Linked DNA regions of Zea mays: region 1 is linked to region 2. A link is a contact called in public Hi-C data. All regions are on one chromosome and are shown on one strand. The core of a region is the stretch at or near the end of the contact, and the rest is flanking DNA. Distances in the headings are between cores, read along the strand shown.

What was found. A called contact is a pair of places that touch in the nucleus more often than the background predicts.
Region 1: a contact with region 2 is called in a Hi-C map of leaf, with 5 times the contacts expected there. The contact joins the promoter of LOC100272601 here to the promoter of LOC100273012 in region 2. A contact is called at or near these places in 8 of 25 Hi-C or Micro-C datasets (ear, endosperm, leaf and 2 more).

What each region holds. Positions count from the first base shown.
Region 1 is chr4:7,628,249-7,632,088 of Zm-B73-REFERENCE-NAM-5.0, forward strand. It overlaps LOC100272601, which reads left to right and starts at 1,280. Exons shown (of 5, transcript NM_001147064.1): 1 at 1,280-1,556; 2 at 2,473-2,562. The coding sequence starts at 2,489.
Region 2 is chr4:7,451,334-7,455,455 of Zm-B73-REFERENCE-NAM-5.0, forward strand. LOC100273012 reads right to left here and starts at 1,417. Exons shown (of 8, transcript NM_001147462.1): 1 at 1,225-1,417. The coding sequence starts at 1,308. It overlaps LOC100216849 (zinc finger, C3HC4 type family protein), which reads right to left. Exons shown (of 7, transcript NM_001143241.1): 3 at 3,832-3,978; 4 at 3,637-3,745; 5 at 2,938-3,061; 6 at 2,315-2,588; 7 at 1,909-2,233. The coding sequence ends at 2,132.

The DNA.
Region 1 (3,840 bases), core at 30-2,529, 180 kb after region 2:
CTCCACTAGAAGCAAGAGGGAGGATAAAACACATACAACAGCACAATCACAACATAAAAAGATCGAAGAATGCAAACGCAAAGTCGAAGCAGAAATCCCTCTAGCAAATACTAGTGCTTGGATCACTTTGGTGTGTATTACTAATGCTTGGAGTGAATTAATGTCTTGAAAGGGTTGGTTTGGGGGTCTATTTATAGCCACAAACCCCAAAGAGTAGTTGGAAAACACATGCACAGATCTGTTCTGCGCAGGTGCATTGGACCGGTCCAATGTACCACCAGACCAGGTAAGGTAGCCACTATCTCTAGGATCTTGACTGCACCTTCAAAACTGAGATGGTGTGGCCCAAAATACCGTCGGGTCAACTCTATGTAATTATGGGTCAAAATTAGCAATAAATATGATACCAACTAAGAAATGTTAACTGGTTTACAAATCTGTTGGGTCAGCTGACCCCGATGGAAAGGGTTGGCTCCACCCCTGATGGCGCTGGATCGGTCCAGTCCACCATCGAGTCGTCTGCTACGCCAGCTAGTTGTTGTGCCGCCCATTAGAGCCTGAGATAGTTGTTGCACCCACGAGACCCGGTGCACACCAGACTGAGCTGGTGTGCCTGAGTCATCTATCATCTTCTTTAGCCCCTCTCTAGTAAAGTGGTTCGGCGTACCACCAGACCAAGGTTAGCAAATGTTTATTACAGAGACGAAGGCTAAACGACGAGAATTTTTTTAAGCATAAACATAATGAATCCATAATTAGCAAATGTTTATTATAGTTGTAGAATCAAATGATCGAATAATCGACTAATTAGGTTTAGTAGGTTTGTCTTGCCATAATTGGTTTTATAATTTAAATGTATTTAATACTTTTAACTAGATATAGACTAAAGAGTGTTTGGTTTTTAGGGACTAATTTTTAGTCTCTATATTTTATTTTATTTTAGTTTATATATTATTAAATATAAAAACTAAAACTCTATTTTACTTCCCGTGTTTGACAATTTATATGCTAAAATAAAATAAAATAGAGTAACTAAAAATTAGTGTTTACAAACCAAACTAACCTAAATTTAGTCCGTGCGAGACAATTTGCCAACGCATCCAATCCGATCCATTCGGAGCCAGTTCATCATCCTGTCCCAGTCCAATCCTACCAAAGCTTTTCCCTCGTCCATATCTACGTCAACCAGGGAATTCCCGTGCCGGTGGGGCCGTCGGCGACGCCATGTGTCGCCGCGCTATCGCCTGGGTCACACAAGTGTGCGGGTGGGTGGCCGCCACACGCTCGCTGCGCCTGCGTGCGTGTGCTCGCCTCCCACCCTCCCCGCACTAGCTCTGCACTTTCCCTGGCAGTCGTCCCTTGTTCCTGACTTCCTGCCTGAGCGCATCCGGCCACCTTCTATCCGCCCGCCAGTCCCCGCCGGCCTCCGCGGATCATCTGCCTGGGATCAAGATCCGTCGAGGCCGAGGCACCCGCGCGCCAAAGATCGTTTCTTGATCTAAATTTGGGTGGTCGTAGGGATCAAAGCTCGGTTCTCTGCGGTGCAGTTGAGAGGGGTAAAAGTTGACTCTGATTTGTTGAGGTGTCTGGGTGTGAGAGTCGGATGGGTTCTGTGTGAAAGCTGGTGTCTCTATAGTAGTTCGAAAGGTTGAGCAATTTGGTTTAGATACTGTGGCGAGGGAGAAGGAAGATGGTTTCTTGGTCAGGGGGGGCTTTAGCCTGTAGGGTTAGGGAGTAGTGCTGTTCATCTTATCTATGCTCTGTGTGCTGTTAAATATCTGAATTGGATTCTTTGTGTATTTTCCAATGAGAATAGTTAGTTGCATTATTTGCTCTCAATATAAGAAGGACGATAAGCCTTTGATCTAAAATATAATAATTACTTGGATCAAATTGGCTTTAGTTTCTTGATGGGTTGTATGACAGCATGTGCAGTTTAAGATTTTTGCTGTTGTTGTGAGGTAAAGAGAAAGAATAGCTAGCTTGATATGACTTCTTGGACTGTTCATAGTGTTCTTGTGTTGTTGGATTTGAAAGGCTGGCTAATTTGGTAGGTTAATATAGCAACCAGTAGTTATAACATAATTTTTATTTGCAAGATTAGAAAATTGTATTGAGTTCTTGATGCAGATTCAAATAGACTTTTTATTGCTGGTTTGATCCTTGTCCATAGTCCACACATAAAGTTGATTTTTTATCTAATTATCTGCACTTCATGATCTCAATCAAACATATGGTGCTTCTTGTTCATATTTCTTTTTCCAGCGAGGTTAAAAGTTTAGCTCGTTGTGGTATTGTGATTTGTGAGCAATTGATGCTTCCATGGTACAGCATCCTAAGGAACTCCATATTTTTATGTGGACTGTATTTGTGTTCTAAATTGTGATACCTTGCGGCTCAGATTAGTTGCCCTTTGTTGCTACACATGTTTTTAACTCTTTTGATTCTTAAATATTCAATTTTGTGATGCAGCACCAATATTCTTGGCATGGTGGCTGACACGGAAAGCTCAGATTCACTGCCTGGCAGTTCAAATGCTGCTTCTGAGATGCCTGCTAATGGGTTAGCCTCAAAATATTTTTTTGGATCCAGTTTTGTACAACTAATTTCATAGCAGTAATCAGTATTCACTACTACATCTGCTCTTAGTTAGCTACCTATATTGGGTGTACATAAAAATGCTAGCATCCACAGTCCACCAGATGATTATTATGTCCCCAACCTCTTCATTTCATCCACTGCAAGTAATAAGATCTGACCAAAATGAGCAGAGCAAAATTTAAGGTAGACTGTGATCTTGGAATAGATGTTGTAGAAGATACAGAAATATGATTTAACCAGTAGTTTATGGCTGAATCCTCTTTATTTGCATTCGTTCCTCTTGTTCAGTTTAATTCTTATCTTCACCTTTTTGGGGTTTTTTGGCTAATCATTTTGCTGCTTGTTCAGTTTCATGTCATATTGAGTTCTTTAATAGGCCAGTAAAGGGCCATAACTTACTTAAAGTTTATGATCGTTGAGAGAGACAGAGGAGGCTATATGCTATTAATAATCACTACCTCTACCTCATAATTAAAGCAGTGTCATCTGCTCCCATAGGCATATCAGTTTCACCTGCATGAATATAAAATCTAAGACTAGCCATCAATTCAAATGGTATGAAATCGCAGGAAGTTCTGGCTCTGTTTTCTTTTTTTTTCTTGGGTCTTAATTTCTGACCTCACAAAAAAAATGGACATAGAAAGTTTGCTATATATAAAACACAACCTCCATATATATACATTAAAATTACTAGAAGAAACCCTTGAGAACTAAAGAGTAAAGATTGTTTAGGACAAGAGCTGTGCAGATGGGTTCCGGTTCCTAAATCCTGTGTAGGACCTCTGTGACTGAGGCAGTCATAGAAAAGGTTTACAGTTAGGCACTTCCCACTCGCCACATTAGAATAAGGCCTATAGTTCATAGTTGTTAAGTGTTAACAGAATCCTAGTGCATTAAATTTCAATTAACTTAAATTAATATGTGTTGTTGTAGTAATTTGCACGCTATCGACACACAGTATATGTTTTGTTCAAAGTCTATATTTAGATACCTAGGGGTAAGGCTTGCCTCGGTTATTCATCCCCTAGACCCCACTTAGGGCATGGTCGGTTTAATTCCAATCCATGTGGATTGTATGGGATTGAGTGTGATTAAATCCCAAACAAATCAAAATCTCTCATAATTTATTTCAATCACAATCAATCCATATGGGATGAGAATAATCGAATAAGGCCTTATGTGGGAGGCCTAAGCACTGGCTCTATCCTGACCTAGGGGAGTTAAGATTTCCCTAGTCTT
Region 2 (4,122 bases), core at 167-2,666:
GTTACACGCAGGAGTCAATAGATCAATCGTCTGCTATATAAAGGGGTACAAAGTGTGTCAGGGGCTTATAGAAAAAAATCATTTTTCACCAATCCATGGTCCCCCAACAAGCTAAGAGTTCTAAACTTTACCGATCACAAGCAATACGTAGTTCATGCTTTTTTTAAAGAGATGGCAGGAACTCTGCCTTTCAACTAAGGTAGGAAAGAGAACATGAGAAAACCAATTCCTAGCTCATGCTCATTGCCAAAATAAGCCCTTTAACTAAAAACCCACTACCAGTATCATATACAAACTACCAAAGACAATGCAAAGTGTCACAAGTACAATATTCATATATAAACACACTATCCCCTAGACTAAACATTCTAAATTCAGGAAGTTCACTTAGGTCCCGTTTGTTTCCTTTCATTTCGAGGAATTGGAATCTTACTAGTACAATAGGCTATTTTTTTAGAATGTGACATTCCACCACTTTCCAAAGTTATCATATAAGTCCATCTCAAATTCATGGGATGGGAGATGGAAATTGATTCTATAGATTTACATGCTAATTTTCCGATGTACAAATTATAGCACACTCTTCTACTTGCTTCGCTATATATGTAGTATATAATTATCTCTCTCATATGATTTAAGATAATATACAAATATATTACATATATAAATATATGAACTTAATTAGTTTTGTCTAAATTATAATTATTGAAATGAAATTCAATTCCAACCAAACAAACGGCCTTATAAGATACTTCTGTGCAAATCGAGAACTAAATTTGAATACCAGGAATCTCAAAAAGAAAAATTGAATATTCACAACAGATACAACTCTGGTCCCAAGAGGGAGGAAAGCTCAGTTATTCCCCGAAGCACACTCCACACCACACAGAATCCAGTACATCCCAGCTAGACAAAGCTTGTTTGCGCAAGCCCATGAAATGGTTTATTCACAAGTACTTGGGCATCGAGCACTATCGCTCTATCGAACACCTGAAACGCAAGGGATTCTGGATTGGATCACGTCCATTCCATTACTCCCGCGAACGCTAGTCTGGATCAAACTCACGCGAACGCGTGCGCCAGCCTCGAGATCCGGCGCGCGGGCGCTAGCCACCTCCTAGTCGAACGCCGCGATCCAGTGGCGGTAGCGGTACCAAAGGCAGAACTGCGGCATGCCGGCGGCGTAAGGCGGCGCCGGAATATTGGAGGGGAGAAGTCAGTCACCTTTTGGAGGTCGCGGGCGGCGGCGGCGATGACGTTGCCGAAGGCCAGGTTAGAGAGCGTCGACTTCACCGAGTCCGGATCCATCTCCGCTGCCTCCTCCTGATGCTCCTTCTCGCGCCGGCGTCTCCCTCGGCCTCCTCCGCCGCACCGCACCGGCTCGCCGGAATTTGCTCTGGTTTCGTGGGGAAGAAAGAGGGGAGCGAAGTGAGCTAGCTAGGCCTCGGTGGCTGGGAAGCTCTTCATAGTAGAACATGGGCCACCAGACCGATGTTCCCAAAGTATTGAGCCCAACAGGCCCGCACCCGAAGTTGAGCTGAAACTTGAAAGAACTTGGGCAGTTGGGCTTGTAAGTTTTAAAACGCCTTTTTATTTTTATAAACTTTTTTGGGGAAGAATCCGTTCAGTAATCAAACAGCGAAACAATTTGATACAATTCTGCATGTAGAATCAAGTAAAAATGTAGAACACTGGCTTACAAAGGTCCCAGTTACAGAACCCGAGGTCGAGGTTCGTACTGTGAATCCCAGTTGCCGTTGATCACGTTCGGTTAGCTCTCAATTCATGTAGATTGAGTGAGATTGGGTGGGTTTAAATCTCAAGCAAGTCAAAATTCTTCTAAATTGTTTCCAATATCATACAATTCATGTATAATGGGAATAGCCGAACAAGGCCTAAAAAGGAATTGTCCAGTAAAAATGTAGGCGGTTTCACTTGATATAAGTTTTGGGTTTTGTCAGGGAGAAAGCTTTGCCATTACAATGTACAAAAAAGAAGGGAAAAAAAAAGAGAAAAAGTATCAATATTGACACATTTCAACGCAGAATGCCTGACAGTATAGCCTCCCTCCTGTACAGCTGGAGCTGGGTAACGCCACGCCGGTCTTAGCTTAGGGTCACCAGCCTCCATATTACAGAAGCCCCAGAGACTTCAGCTGGCTGATGTGCTCCGCGGGCAGTGGCGGCGGACACCAGTCTGTGCGCTCGCCATCGACGTCCTCTACAACATACTCCTGGAAGAAACCGACACCAACCATGAGTAAAAAAAACCATGGTAGATGAGGCAGCTGACGGGGATACACGGTAGAGCTCACCTTGGTTAGCAACCGTTTGGCAAGAATGTGGTAGTGGCGCTGCCAGATCCGCTGGCCAACCATGGTCGCGACCAGGACACTGTAGAATATGCCGATGACCGTGAAAAGCCCCAGCACAATGACCCCCATGATGAGGAGAAGCGGTAGCCCGGCTTCCCCAGCCCCTCCCAAGCAACCACCGCACTCGCCGGCTGTGGTAGCACAGCCTTCGAAGCAGGTAGTGCAGTCAGTCCACATGCACAGCGTGCCAGGTAGGTGGCAATCCGCACACATCCTGGAATACAGCACATGTCGGTGCGATCAAACGGTGCAGGCATGAAAACCATGACCTGGCGAGAATATACGACGAGCACAGTATAGATGCATGTACACAAGCGAAAACATGCTTTACCAATCCAGTAAAATTGTGCAAGTGCTGCAACAAACTATATGTATCTTTAAGGAGTTATAGCATCCATTCAAATAATTAGATTGAAAAACACGATCTCTTTATGTTACTTTTGTGTACATTTTTCCTATGCCACAGCAACTGTATTGGCCACTGCTTTTTTCGGGGTTAAGACATAGCTTTAGTTTAAGACAGTACATTTCATGTCTTGAAGAGTGAGCTAAGTAATACATACCCTGGCTGACAGCAACAAAGACATAATTCTCGACAAGGCTGAGCCAGGTCGTTCCGTACTCTTCGGTCATAACAGGTTATGAAGCATCCCGATAGTCCCAACAAAGCAAAAAACATTAATGCACCTGCAACCAAGAGATAAGTTCGGAATCGTTTCAGAAGGAAAACATTTCGTGACACAGAATTGACTAGAATGATAGCAACATAGTGTTCCAGTAAAAGTTTGAGCAGTTCAGTTCATATTGTTGAAGTATATATGTCAATGATGCAACTTTCTATATATCAACGATAATACGACTTTCAAAGTCTTCTATCTGAGCTCTGTTTCATCATATGTACTCTTTTTATGAATCATAATTGCAAACACATCTGATCACACCTAAAGAATCACAAACACTCATTGATCTGGGCCACAGACAGATGTTTAAGTTGCAAGCAAAGCTTTTCATGGCACCTTGCATGTTAACTCCCAATAGTTGCAGATTTATTCTTACAAAGAACAAAAAATTGTCATGTTTTCCCTTATTCTTTACTAATATTCTTTTTCAAATTAATTTACAAACTTAAAAAACCATGCAATTAATGAGCCTTAAGGATCATAGTGACAATAGGTACAGTAGAAATCAGCACATGATTTTTTATCAAATAGACATGCAGAAACAGTTGAAAGTAGTAACAAAGGGTAGATTAAGCAGTTTACCACAGATATAATAAAAACTAACTTCATTATCAAAAGCCCAGGCTGTCCTCAACCAATATTGTTGGCACCCATCAATAAAATGTACCAAATATGCCAATGCAGAGATGATCTGAATGAAGGAATAAGAAAACACCACTGGTCACTCAATTGAATATAGATAAGTGATATGGATAGAAGAATGTTTCAAAAACTTACAATCTGGACTAGAGCAAAGATGAATAATATATCTCTAGTAACAAAGAAACGAAACTTCAGTGTTCGCCATTTCCTGTCAGTGTGCGAATGAACCCTCAAGTAATATGGAGCCTTGCAGGTAGTACAATGAGAAAATGCAAATCCCTCCTGTTTATGAAGCATCTAACACGGTTAGTTTACTAGTCTTGGAAAGAAATCAACAATCCAATTTTTAAAAACAAGCTCCAGATAAGAAAGCACCAAAATGAACACAAACTACTGAATTCTTTCAGAATTATACTTGCATACACC